Regions from separate parts of the Danio rerio genome. Here region 1 is linked to region 2. Evidence: chromatin contacts called from public HiChIP or PLAC-seq data. All regions are on one chromosome and are shown on one strand. The core of a region is the stretch at or near the end of the contact, and the rest is flanking DNA. Distances in the headings are between cores, read along the strand shown. Region 1 holds the start of LOC100000772. Region 2 holds the start of arhgef1 (Rho guanine nucleotide exchange factor (GEF) 1).

Evidence for each region. HiChIP or PLAC-seq counts read pairs in DNA pulled down with a chosen protein or histone mark.
Region 1: a contact with region 2 is called in an H3K4me3 HiChIP or PLAC-seq map of gastrula embryo, with 3 times the contacts expected there. The contact joins the promoter of LOC100000772 here to the promoter of arhgef1 in region 2. A contact is called at or near these places in 3 of 18 Hi-C or Micro-C datasets (caudal fin, hematopoietic stem cells and an unstated tissue) and 2 of 4 datasets of contacts at active chromatin or transcription factors (caudal fin and gastrula embryo).

What each region holds. Positions count from the first base shown.
Region 1 is chr16:29,499,879-29,507,169 of GRCz12tu, reverse strand. LOC100000772 reads left to right here and starts at 4,958. Exons shown (of 3, transcript XM_005158030.6): 1 at 4,958-5,259; 2 at 5,642-6,146. The coding sequence starts at 5,654. megf8 (multiple EGF-like-domains 8) reads left to right here. Exons shown (of 44, transcript XM_005158031.6): 44 at 21-3,982. The coding sequence ends at 1,496.
Region 2 is chr16:29,349,693-29,357,267 of GRCz12tu, reverse strand. arhgef1 (Rho guanine nucleotide exchange factor (GEF) 1) reads left to right here and starts at 2,140. Exons shown (of 31, transcript NM_001044848.2): 1 at 2,140-2,196.

The sequences.
Region 1 (7,291 bases), core at 3,709-6,208, 150 kb before region 2:
CCTATTTGTGCTTATTACAGTGCGCCAAGTGCAAAGAGTCATTCAATGGAAATCCAGTGAATGGGAGACAGTGCTACCGGCAGTTCAACGTGGACAGCGAGTGCTGCTTCGACCCCACATCACAGGTCAACTGCTTCCATGAGCCCAACATCCGCAATCTGCTGAGGGGCCGCACAGTGTTCTTTTCAGCTCAGCCCAAGTTTACTAACGTGGATATTCGCGTCACCATTGATGTTACATTTGGGGAAGTTGAGGTCTACGTCTCCAACTCGCATGATACCTTCATTGTGCAGGTAGACCGCCAAAGCGGTGTGCATACCATCAAGATTGAGGATGAAGCCACCTCCGCCACAGCTTCCCGAGGTGAAAAGGAGGTACCTCTCGCCCCGCCGTCGCCCATGAAGGTGTTTGCTAACTCCTCTTCTGCCTTACTTGGCACACTGTCCGCAAAGTTGCAAGGTTCAGAGCGTGAGGTGCGGGAAGAACGAGCCGAAGGTCTCATAACCTACATCACTGTGTGGAAGCCGCAAACAGTGCTGATCGTACGCGGAGTGCGGGACAGAGTGGTCATCACCTTCCCTCACGAAGTGCACTCGCTCAAGTCCAGCCGTTTCTTTATTGCCCTGCGCGGAGTAGGCACAGAAACTCATAATGGAGAATCTCAAGGCCTCCTCTTTCTACGACAGGACCAAGCCCACATTGACCTCTTCGTCTTTTTCTCTGTCTTCTTCTCCTGCTTTTTCCTCTTCCTGTCGGTCTGCGTGTTACTCTGGAAAGTAAAGCAGTTCTTGGATTTCCGTCGCGAGCAGCGGCGCCACATTCAAGAAATGACCAAGATGGCCTCTCGTCCATTTGCAAAACTTACTGTCTACCTGGAGCCAGAGGAGCCACAGTTAGTTTACTTGCCCTCAGCTGGAGGGGGCAGCGCAGTGTCTCTGGCCCACGTCCGAACAGGCAAGCTTGGTGGGATGGTAATGGGCCAGAGGGGGCGACCTGGGGCTCTGTCCTACAAACACGACCCTGGCACAGGCACTGCCACTCATCATCACCACCATCTGGCTCTGAGTGGAGGCAACAACGGGCAGCACCTGCCTCTGCACTACCTAAACGCTCACCACTACGCACCCAGCTCCACCGCCAACCCAACCTCACATCACCAACACCATTATCCGTCCTCGCATGGCAGCTACCAGCATTTCTGCCGCTCCGACCCTTTCCTATCTCAACTCATGGGTTTCTCATACTCATCCTTCAAAGTTGGGCCAATCACTCTGGAACCCACAGACGACGGGATGGCAGGGGTAGCCACAGTGCTCATACAGCTACCAGGAGGCATCCTTGCACCAAATCGGGCCTGTTTAGGTTCTGCACTTGTTACTTTGCGGCAGAATTTGCAGGAGTACTGTGGACACGGTGGAGCAGGAACGCATCCTGGTGCCGGCGGTGGCCGAAAAGGCTTGCTGGGCCACCAACATCTTACAACCATGGCCATGTAATAAGATGGGAATTGAGTGGGAGAAATAGACTGAAAAGGAAAAAACTATCAAGGGAGATTTTCAGAGTTAAGAACAGAAAGGGCAAAGGAAGTTGTGAAGCTTTTAAAGGGATAGACCACCCAAAAAGTTAAAAATGTTTTCATCATTTACACATTTACAATTTTTTTTCAATGCAGATAAGTTCAATGAGGTCCAAAATCAAACACCAATGGATCCCACTGACATCAGCTGTTTAAGCAAAAAAGCACTGAGACATTTTAAGAAGTATCTTAAACTACAAGAGGGTGCGTAAACGATGACACCATTTTAAAGGTATAGTTTACCCACAAAATATGAAAATTCTGTAATTATTTATTTATCTTTTACTAGCATTCACTATTTGTCAACACAACAAAAGAAATGATGAGAAAGGTCGAAAACCAGTGGCCATTGACTTCCACAGTTTTTTTTCTTACTATGGATGTCAATGGGAATTGAATAAGCTAAATTGTCCATAGTGTATGTGTGTGAATGCAAGAGTGTATGGGTGTTTCCCAGTACTGGGTTGCTGCATAAAAAAAGTCCTGGATAAGTTAGCGGTTCATTCTGCTGTGGCGATCCCTGATTAATAAAGGCACTAAGCCAAAAAGAAAATGAATAAATGGATGTCAATGGCTACTGGTTTGCAGTACTCTTAAAAGAAATCTTCTTACAAGTTCAACAACAACAAAAAAAGAAATTATTAAATGTTTTCCACCATATGAGGGGTTGTAAATGCTGAGTAAAATTGGATGTTTGGGTGAGCTACTCCTTTAAGGGTGAAAATCCTTTTATTTTTGTTTGTTACTAAAGGGATGTATTTATTTTACAGAAGAGGAAAAAGAAGAATCATAGGAATTGTGATATGTACATATACTGTAATTAAGTATTAGATGTTGTTTACTTGTTTATCACTCCTAAAAAGCTCCATATTGACTTAAGGCAGCAACCTTTATGCAATGCACTACTTGTATATCCATGCTTTGTTGCTGCGTTCTTTGTCTTACATACACTACTGAAACCAGCTGGACAAGACGACGATAACTACAGCATGACATATCACCTGAAACGTCAAAACGTCGACTTTGCAGCTGAACCAATGTGCTTTATATCCTCATGTGACAATCTGAACTGCCATCCAAACCAAGAGACGGTGCAACGTGTCCGCTTGAATGTGCAAAACTTTGATTGTCTGCAAAAAAGAAATGGGGACAGATGATGTTAAAAAAAATAGTTGTAATGCTTTTGTTACTGGTATTTTGTCATGGCTGTGATTAGTTGAAGCTTCCTGTAATATAACAGATTGAATCTAGTCAATAGGTCTTGTTCATGTTGAGCCATTGGCTTATTTTTATACATATTCATTCAGACTGAAGATGCATTTCAGACTATCGATTTGATGGTTTACGGTTACACGTCCTTTGTTTGCATTGATGACATGCCTTTACTCACTTTGCCTTGAACCGGACGTTGTTACAACCTTGTGACTGAATCCTCACTCTTTTTGTATTCGATTTAGGATTGGAGTTCTATGAGTTCAGGCTGTTATCTTAAGTAATGCAGGTGTGTGTGTGTGTGTGTGTTAATGTGAAGGAATAAGCTGATTAACAAGGGCCCAGAAAACATCCATGTTATTCACATTGTGTAGGGAATGAAGGATAACTTTTTTTCTTTGCTTTATTTCTGTTCCCTCCTTACACTGATTTAGTTTAACCAAAAGGTAAAAAGGATTTATAAATAATGTGTTCAATATTTAACTAGTGATCGATGAAATTCAGTTTCCTATTTTATTTCACCGAAGGGTCATGTTCAGCCAGATTCATAGAAGATCTGTTGAACAAAGTGCAATGCAAATTTTAAACGTATAGAAACGCTATAGTATGCTCCTGGTGAGACACTATAAGGTGATGAAATGAAGAGAGGAAATCACTGAAAACACTACAGTTAGCCTTCTATCTGTATGATGTTTTATGGAGTTTGTTACAGTATTGCCATTAATATGGAGTTTCCGTTTTACTTGTTTTTTCTGAAGATGGACTGTTATTTTCTGAGCATAATTTGACGTATTTATGTAGGCTGATGTAGAAATCTACATTTCTCTTATTTTTTGACAATTAAAGTTCTCATGAATTATAAAATATTACGAAAAATGTTCATTTGACATTGATTATTTAATGTAAATAACATAACAGGAGAAGCCATATGTTTATCTCGGGTGACACTCCAGAGGGAAAAAAAGCTATTGCAAACTGATGGTTGGTTACTTTGTTGCATTAAATCAAGAACAAGGGATTGTGATGTAAATTAAGCGAAAGACCAAAATGGATTTGAGTTTGACTATGGTGAAAAAGCTTTGTTCTGTTCAGACATTTTCAAATGCTTTTACAGTCTTTTTTTCTGTGATTGACGCACATGCCTTTGATGCTTAACAGAAGTTTGTCCATAATAAAATATCATCCATTAATGGTTACCAGAGTTGGTTGCGTTTTTGGCCATTTAGCTTCTTGTACCTGACATAATGCTTCTCAAAGAATTGGACTGCTAGGGATGTCAAACTCAAATCCTGGAGGCCCACAGCCCTGCGGAGTTTAGTTCCAGCTCTGCTTCAAAACAGCTGTCTGTAGGTATCCAACAAGTCTAAAGCACTCAATTAGTCTGATCAGGTGTGTTTAATTAGGGTTGGAATTAAACTGCAGAGCTGAGGCTATCCAGGAATTAAGTTTGACACCTGTGCATTAACAGTAAAAACATTGCAACTGTGTCTCTTTCATGGTGTTTAGATGTCTCTAATGATTAGATACACCTGAGTTGATGCTGTGGTGGTCATAGGGAAGTGGAGAGCATGATTCCTGAAACACCCCAGTGACAGATGGGTCTTTGCGTTGATCCCGGGTGCAAGTCTGATCACCTACTCACACCTGCAGTTCTCCATGACGGATGTCCAGTGTTCTCACAAGAATTTGGGCCAGTGGAGAAATGGTTGTGCCCAACTGAGTCTGCTTACTCTCAAGGTTTTTTTCCCCTTCACTTTCATCAATTGGTTAAATTTTTGTTCTTCGCCCCTGTCTTGCTTGGTTTGGGACTTGTGGAGCTGCACATTGATGGATTTGCCCTTTAGTGTTTAAACTTTCAGCAATAAAATTTAAACAATACTTAAGTGATCTAAACTGAACCTTAACTCTGAAAATGGACTGACACAGTGTCAATCTACTAGAACTTCTGTTAAGCTGCTTTGACACAATGTTGTAAAAGCGCTATAGAAATAAAATAATAATTGAATTGAATACAGAATAATACAATTTTTAAATAAGCTATATTAAAATGTATACTATTTAATAGTGAAAATCTTTTAATATAAATATAACTAAATACAGTAAAAAGCAATGCAGGAAAGGGTCGCGAGCTTTTATTTTGAAAAACGCCTAGGTTCATGGTCTTATTTTGAAATGCGTTATCGTTGCTGCCTTTACGTGTTGTTATTTACAACCAGCATCGTTTTAACGTCTTTTAGATTTGTGAAACGGCCTCAGTCGCCGCGTTAGGTCGTTTATAACTAGTATTTAACCTAATACAATGAACGGCGTTGGTGTCATTTTAGGGGTGGAAGTTCAAGGCGTTTGTTTGAAGATGGTGTTCACTGAGGGCTGTCACAGTCCACTGGATAATAACCAGAGGTTCTAGACCGGTGGGGTTTGAACCTAACGTTACATCCAAATGCAGCAAATGAACTGACGTTTGTCCCCCGGTAAGAACATCGTGTTTAATTATTTAAGCCAACACGAATCTTCTATTTATGTTTGCTAGCCGCTGTCACACATGCTGTATGAACCTTCAAGATTATCTAGACCAGTCTGTCAAACCAACCAACGTATTTTAAACCACAGACCAGATTTCTGAAGGTCCTGAAAAACTAATAATTTGCCTTTGCACAAATTAACTCCTTAAATGTTCTAAATGTTATACCAGTATTGTGTTTAACCTGTAATTAAACTGTAACCTATAATAAATTAACACCTTAAAATCATTAAATGCTCTAACGTTAAATATTATACCAGTAATGTTATTGTTTTTAACCTGTAGATGAAACTATAACCTATAATACTGTTATTTCCAATTTTTTTATTTAGGTTGTTCAAAAGATGAAACCCAACTTGTTAAAGAAAACAAAACTATCCAGTCAAAAGAGCAAAGACAAACAGTTGCAAAATGGTGATAAGGAGCCCCTTCCATCAGATGTTGATGCCATCTGTGTTGGCACAGATGCAACTGAAACATCTAATGATATGCTGAACTGTGTAATGGACTGTTGTCCCAAAGTCACACAGATGAGTCCAGAGCAAGGAGAGTTGGAAGCTTTGGGAGTCCTAATGCTATCAGAGCAACACCAGCAGCACAATGTGAACCTGCAGCCTTGTCCTCCTGCGCTCAGAACATTTGTTCCAAAGACAGAGCCAGATCACTTTCCCTTAAACCAAACTAGTTTTCAGGTCAAAACTGAGCCTGGAATTTATGAAGTACTTCAGAGAGAGTCTACGTTGACTGTGGAAGAGAAAAAGGAGAGATATAAGGAAGTGAAGCTTGAGATGCCAGAGGAAAACCTGCTGTGTAATTCTGACCTGGAGGAAACCATGGGTAATGTATTTATTTATTAGGCCTTAAACCTATAAATGACACAATTTGCTCATTTTAAAGATGTGACAGATTTGGAGGTGTGCACGGAAATATTTTAGCTCTGGATTAGGACATTTGTTTAATCTCAGCTTTATTTTTTGTTTGACTGTCATTTTGGTCTAGTTTACCATTTTAACTTTATTTTATTATTTAAAAATGTTGTTTTTAGATCAGTCAGAGTTACGAAAACCCATTCTGTTCCATTTTTAAAGTTGTTTGCACATTTTTCAGTTTAGAATTTACATTAAAATACTTTTTGTTTTTGTAAATGTTATAAAAATATTAAATATTTTAATTTCAACAATATTTGTATTATTATAAAGTTGATCTTTTATTTGAAATTATTTTTGATGTAAATGTATTGGTTTATTTGGTGTATTTTATAGGTATAAGTTTAATTCATTTATTGAAAAAAAAAACTATACCATAATTATCTCAGTGTAAAGGAAAAAACAAAACAAAACACAATTTTGTGGAAATGTGCAAGTTCAGTCTATAGGCATTCACAAGTACTTAACAACCAAAATGACAATGACTAATTAAAGAGGCCTCTTGCACAAAGCTGGTTTGGGGTTTTACCTAGGTAAGTTTAATCAAATTCTGTGTTTTTGATCTAAAAACAGGGGTGCCCAAACCTTTTCTTATAAAGGACCAAAAACCAAACTTAACTGAGGGCTGTGGGTCGAAGGTACATTAAAGTTCTCATGAGTAATTGCCTAATTTATTTATTCATTAATTTTCTTTTCGGCTTAGTTCCTTTATTAATCTGGGTTTACCACAGCGGAATGAACCGCCAACTTATTCAGCATATGTTTTACGCAGCGGATGCCCTTCCAGTTGCAACCTATCACTGGGAAACATCCACACACACTCATACACTACGGTCAATTTTAGCCTACCCAATTCACCTGTACCGCATGTGTTTGGATTGTGGGGGAAACCGGAGCACCCTGAGGAAACCCACGTGAACAAAGGGAGAACATGCAAACTCCACACAGAAATGCCAACTGACCCAGTCGAGGCTCAAACCAGCGACCTTCTTGCTGTGAAGCGACAGCACTACCTGGTGCGCCACTGCATCGCCCCTAATTTATTTAATGAAACTT
Region 2 (7,575 bases), core at 891-3,390:
ATATATGAACATTCGAATTGAATGTAAAGATGTACATCAATTTGGAGCAGAATGACACACGTTAATGAATCTTGAAAACGAGGAAGTGGGGAAAATAAGGGCCAAATACATTTTACCAACCTGAGTCAACGGTTTTCACAGATATTCTTTGGAAAGTTCTTATCAGATTCGAGATAAGAACTTAAATGAGTTGTTACTTGACAGTTGGTTACTTGACTTGCCCATACTACAGAAGATTTCCGCTGTACATAGGACTTTGCGTATTTGTGTGTACACATTGAAAAGGAAAAAATACCATTTACCTTACAGTAAAACTTTTCTTTGTTTTATTGTAAAATTTAAAACAGAAAGGATGACTAGAACAAAAAATGAGTAAAGAGTAATATCTTCAAGAGCAATAAACAATATTCTTGAGATTGAATTGTGAGATTGTGGATTTTTCTTTCAGTTCAATTAAACGTGCTCTGAATTATTCTTACATGAAAAACATTGACACCCAGTGTAACTTTGTACTTCAAGGTTCAGTACTGTGGAAAATGTTATTTAAATTCTTAAAATTTGCTTATGTTGCATTTTAAAATGTTAATTGAAAGGTTATTTAGATTTAACTATTTTTCCCAATTTTGTTGAAAACTGGTGACACTGGTGGCTTACATTAAGGTTGCTGATTCAAGTCCTGGCTTGGCCAGTTGGCATTTCTGTATGGAGTTTGCATGTTCTCCCTGTGTTGGCATGGGTTTCCCCCACAGTTCAACGACATGCACTATAGGTTAATTGTGTGTGTGTGTGTGAATAAGTGTGTATGAATTTTTCCCAGTACTGGGTTACAGCTGAAAGGACATTCGCTGTGTAAAACATGTGCTGGATAAGTTGACGGTTCATTCCACTTTGGCGACCCCTGATGAGTAAAAGGACAAAGCCAAAGAAAAATTGATGAATAAATGAATGTTTGAAAACTCACATTTATGCTGAATACTAATATCTTGCAAAATAATAAGAAAAATATTATTTTGTCATGATAGCCAAGGCAATAAAATTTAAAACTATCATGTTTAAATGTGTTTAAAAAAAGCTTATATATGTTAAACAACATTTGAGTTTTTTTAAATTACAATTTGAGCGACATGTTGGCTCAGTTGTTAGCCATGTCGCCTCACAGCAAAAAGGTTGCTGGTTGGAGTCAAGGCTGGGTCATTTGATATTTCTGTGTGGAGTTTGCATGTTCTCCCCATGTTCGCGTGGGTTTCCTCTGGATACTCCGGTTTCCCCCATATTCCAAAGACATGCAGTACAGGTGAATTGAATAAACTAAATTGGCCATAGTGTATGTGTTTAATGTGAGAGTGTATGAGTGTTTCCCAGTACTAGGTTACAGCTGGAAGAGTATCCGTTGTGTAAAACATATACTGGATAAGTTGGTGGTTCATTCTGCTGTGGAGACCCCTGATGAACAAATGAAAATGAAAAAAATAATAAATAGCAATTTCACTGGGGGTCTAATTATTATTTTATCTGTAAATATAATAAATAAATGAATGCTATAATTAGTTTTCAATAGTGTTAAAAGATGACTCTTGGACAGTTTTTTATTTAGACATTGGTCTTGTCAAATTCACAGAATGCCTTAAATACAGAGATTAAGTTGACAATAGAAAAAAATATTTTTAAAAAGCTAAATAAAAGACTACAGGCTCATATTTTCTGCACATACAGATCAACGTATTTCAAAGTAAAGGTCAGGCTTATTTCATAAATGGTGAAAATGTGTAGAGTAATACCACAGGGAGCCGTGTAGTGTTCGAAGAGCCCTGAGAGCCGTTCTAATGGAGGGGAACGAATTTAGTGTAACACTGCTCGTAACCACACGGACATAGATGAAATGAATTTCTGGACACCGTTTGGCCTCTGGTGGTCGCAAGTCATACAGGAAGAGGCGGTGGAAGGCGAAAAGTTACGTTCCCCAAAGCAAAAAAACACACAGCTTCTCTGTCGATGGCACCCTGGAACCACTAAGCATATTTATCAAATTTTCGCAAATTAAGAATGGTTTAGTCTTGTTTGTTAATCTGCAGTCAAACATCGCGCGCTTGAATTTGTCTCCACTTCCGCGTACAATGTTTTTTTCCAACGACATACGACAAGTTTAGAACAGGAAGCCTGCAGAGGCGCTTGTCACTTCGTCTCACCTTTTAGAAGGTAAGTTTTTTAGCTCAAACATGTGTACTATTGGGTCAGTTATGATTTTGGTGGTTTTCTGTACATTTTTATGGCACAGCGTTGTGATTTGTCATCAGAGGCAGCATTCGCACACTTGATTAGCATGATCCGATTCTGCCAGTTTGCCTTTGCTCGCCGAGAGGAATGTTGTGTTTGGCTACAATGTAACCCTTGCCAGCATTCCTTTTATTTCCGTCGACCTGCGACATTATTTTTCAACAAAATAACGTAAGAATCCTGCGAGACATTCGCGAGATGTTTTGAATGAGGATAAGGCTCTTTGACAGCTAACGTACAGTTTTACTTGAAATGCCTCGACGCGTTACGAGAGCTACAAAACGTCCAAATCATGCGTCAACATAACCATCGTTTATGTTATTGATATTTTAGCCTTTATCAGCATTGACAGAACGTTAGCTTTACACTGTAATTAATTTCACATATTTGCACAATCTGATTAATTCAATCATTTAGTAACATAAATAAAATTCCCCACAGGAGCCAACATAAGTCTGAAAAGTTTTCTTTTAAATTTTATTAATGTTTAAGCAATATCAACAGAGTGATGTTGTACTTCATATAGCTCATATGTCATTTCCGTTTTCAAACTGGTTCAACACAAGCGTTTAATGGACAATCAGCTTATTGCTTTCCATTTTATTTCGTAGTTCCTCCCTACTAATTAAAATAATTTTTCGATAAATAGGAGTAACTACTTTTATGTGCCATCAAGGAAACTGAAAGTCTGGTCTGGAGTCTGGATCTGAAGTTGAGAGTGGATAACATATTCCGCTTCATGTTTTGTATTTCACACTCAATGGTGAGAAAATCTCAGGTGAAGAGAAAACTGACTTCTAAACCGCCATAAATCACTGTGCTTTACATCTGTAAGAGAAAACACTGTCCCTTCTGTTACATGCTCGTGGACCTCTTCGCATTCATTTGCCTCATTTTCTATTCAATTATGAGGTTCAAATACTGCATTTTGGGGACATTTTAAGCACCAAATTTAGCTTGTACGATGGTTATCATTACCACACTTTTTGATACAACAAAACATTTCCTACATTTTTGTCAAAGTGCTTAATCTGACATAAACTATATTTTGTTTACAAGAATTGTGTTTATTTACAAATGTGCATTACGTTATTACAGTTTTATAAATATTGTAATAAGATAAAAAAAATACTTAGCTTTTTTTAAATGATCATTTTTTATCATCCATCATTGAAAAAGGAATCTGTTCCACTTGTTTTAAATTAAAAACTGTAGCCTATAGGCAAGTAACAAACTAGCCAGCTCATTTGCAGAATTTGTCCATTTTAAAAATAATTAATAATTACATTCGTCTTTAAGCCCTCTTTTATCAATTATTTTCACAGTTTATGATGGCATACTGTCAAAATTGAGACAAATGAGCTAATCTAGGGGCCAAATTCTGGACTTCATCAGTTGGGGGTGGGTCTTTCGATCCACCTGAACCCCTGAGTTACATTGTGTTAGTTGCTTTGTTCCAACTTTCCCCCATTCAAATCCCAGCAATTCACATTTAAGATCAAAGCTGCCTGCATTAAATATGTATAATAATCTCTGGTTAGTAATAAGTTTATCATGAATATGCTTTAACAAACTTGAGTATAAATCTTTAATCCATTGTTTTCGTAGTAGCCAGTTTGTTTTTGCTGTCATTTTACAAGCGAATCTCAAGTAGGGCTGCACAATATTGGAGAAATTTGATATTGATTTAGCTTTTTTTCAGCGAAAGGATCTGCCAGTGGCGTATGTGAAATAATCTTGTTTTTGCTATAAAATGTAGATATTTGGACTGACAACAAGACAAAAATTCTAAGTAATATTTTTTTTCTGCAAAAATCATATAAATTACATATAAATACATTGATTAAATACAATTCTGTAGCTCCTGCTCAGTTACTATTCAGATTAGACATTGCATATCTTTGCGATTTGTTCATTGCGGATGCGCACATTGCGATATCGATGCTGAAACAATATATTGTGCAGCCCTAATGTCAAGGTAAATTGATGTCAGCCATTGTTTACATTTTATGTTTGGCTTCTAGGTAATTCGTTGTGTAGAAAACCACCGTTGTCCATTACATTTTTGGGCAAGGAGCACTTAAGAAGCATCGTTAGTCTTGATGTAGTTCTTAGCCACGACTGTCTGACAGCTAGAGTGAACTGGGATTAGATTAGTTTAACCTTCATGGAGTGAGCCTTGTTCATATTTATTGGATGCATTTGAAGAGAAATTGCAGTCATCAGTTAACCTGCCTGTGTTCCTCTGTCAGCCGATGCTACTCTGTTTTTATCCCCCTGGTGTTGTCTATAAACATTCTCAACGCTTGTTTCCTTGAGCTTCTCGTGAAAATGCATTTACGCCACTGTCAGAATGTGTAATCCTTTTGGAAGGTCAATGCAGTTCAGATTATTCTGTGAAAAGGCCAAACGGGAGCATTGTTACAGTGTGTTCTTGTTGGCTGCTTGTTGCGTTACTGCAGATCATAGTGGAAAAACAGGAAGACGGTAGAGAGTCACAGAGACTCAAAAAGGTTTAGGTCAACAACAGTAAAAAGGCTTCAGGGTTTTTGTTGTAGATAGTACAACCCATTACAAAGGGATTCCTAATTACTATACTTCAGTGGAAAAGCTGGAATGATAAGCCTGTCACGAAGACCAGTTGGATTGGTTTTGTTTATTATCTGAAAGATTTGTATGTACAATTTCAAAGCATGCATGCTAATATAGAATCTGTACAATACTTTGTGTAGATTTTAGTGTATAATTTGTTTGTAAAATATTTTGTGCAGTTATTAGTTCAACACACTTATGTTCACCAAAGCTGCAATTAGTTCAACAAAATACAGCAAATGTAGTAATATTGTGGATATTAGTACACTCTCAGAAATAAAGGTACGCAAGCTGTCACTGAGGTGGTACCTTTTAAAACCTTACAAATTTGTACCTGAAAGATACATATTAGTACTTAAAAAGTACAAAAGTGTTCCTCTTAAAATTGTTAGGAACTAATATGTACTTTTGAGGTACCAAAATGGAGCCTTCAAGTATAAATGTGTACCTTTTAAAAAGGTACCACCCCAGTGACAGCTCACGTACCTTTGTTTCGGAGAGTGTATGATTTAAAACAGCTTTTTTTAAACATTCAGTCATGTTTGTGTAGTTCATAGGGATGCTCATTTCAGTTAATTTTGCCAACCGACAAACTGTGTCTGACTCTTTAAATATTGCATTACTGATTTATTTTAACATGTGAACATATTAACAACAGAACATTTTCACACACCTGTTTCCGACAGCATAGAAAAACAGAACAAACTAAATAAAAAGAATCAAATAAATAGGCCTGCCCTAGATACTTCTCACTTTAATGACAAATTTAGATCACAAAATGAAAACACTAACTGAATCCTTTTTTAAGAACCGTCATATGTTTTTTTCTTCTGCCAGATAAAAATAGCTGACTACCTCAAATCGATCGCTCCATGGAAAAGTCATTATATTAAAGATTATCTCTGTGTCTGAAACCACCTCATAGGTACTGCATTTGAATTGAAACGTACTACTCGGCCATTAGAAAAGTACGTTCTATACAGTATGAATGCGAGCGGTATGAATGGAGTTCAGACATACTACAACCGCCATTTTGTCATGATCACGTGATCTACCTGCGTGATGTGCGTTGCTTTACTTCCATTCATGAATTCTCTTGCGGGGCATCATGGGATAGAGCAGCGTGCATGTGATGCGCACTTCAAAATCTCGCTGAAAGTAGTAGGTTATCCAGGTACTTCTCGCATACTGATTTATGAATTCTGTGAATTCGGACATACTACTCAGCTCGCATACTGATTTTAGTGTACTATATAGTAGAGCTGTATGATTTTAACAAAAATGAGAATCGCATTTTTTTTGTCTAAAATAAAGATTACAATTTTCTCACGATTCTGTAGATGTAAAATAAAGGTTATGAGTGCATTTGCTATTATTATTGTTATTCTCAAACATGTGCAGGGCTCGAAATTAACCTTTTTGCTTGGTAGCACCGGTGCTCCTAACTTTAAAAATTTAGGCGCATCAGCCAAAATTTTGTCGCACCCACCAATTATGAGCACCGTTACTACAAGTTTTATACAAACATATTTATTGTATTTGAAATCAACACTAAACAAACTAACAAGCAAAAAAAATTATATATATATAAATGCAATCGTGAGGAAAATATGTCTCAACGAAATCCCGTTATCACAAGAAAATAGAATTTTATAACATAACTGAGTGAGCAAAAGATACACGGAGCGCTCACTGGCCTTGCACGCACTGCTTAGATGAATCTGTTAACGGTATAACTGTGCTGTTCTCACAAGTGCTGTCGGATATTGCACTAATGCTTTTGACACATATTCTAGCTTATTATATGCATACATGTTAATAGCAATACCGGTTTATTTTTATGAGTAGCGATATTAGTTTACTCAATGCAAGCCCGTTTGCGATGGTGTGTTCGTGGTGTTCAATTTGACATATAGCTGTCCCTTGCATGGCGGACAGCATCTGGCGATTATATGAAGGATTTAACAGAAGCTCTCGTGCTACAGTAGATGTGGCAAACAGTTACCTGAAAACTCCATCCCACAGACTTTTTATAGCGAACTTGAAGCCAATGGAAGTCTTCTACTCTTGGAAAAGTGTAGATAGTGGATTAACATTTAGCACATGATCACTACTAAGATGTTTCAGTATTTATAACTTTAGATGTCATGGTATCTAAAACAAAATCTGTCAGTGTTATCTTCATTCTCCTCTTCAGCGCTTTACAATTTTTCGCGGCAGTAGCTCTCTCTCTGTCATCCCAAGCCAGAAGCGCTGACTGAGTGATTGACAGCTGATATTAACCAATCATTTACGTTCAGTGCTAGAGCAGTGGGCCAATAAGAAGAGCGTGAAGGCGGGGCATGCATTACGGACTTGGATTTGTTTACTGCAGCAAGTTGACATGACAACAGTTTTAAACCATTCCCGAGCGCTGCGTTTCGTGTTGCAAGTGCAGAGATGCATTCTGCGTGAATGTCTCCCGGATCCGCGCATGTGGTGAACATTTTACAGTAAAAACTAGTCGCACATAACAATTTTAAGCACTCGCAGAAATGCTCCCAAATATATTTTAAGGTCGCATAGATAAAATTTCGGGCGCATAATTTCGAGCCCTGATGTGGTAAAACAGCAATAGGCTTGGTGTAGCTGTACTGTTGGTTAAAATGCTAAATTTGTATAGGCTTGGAATGGTGGACTTGAACAGACTTTAGATTTGTCCTGGTCATT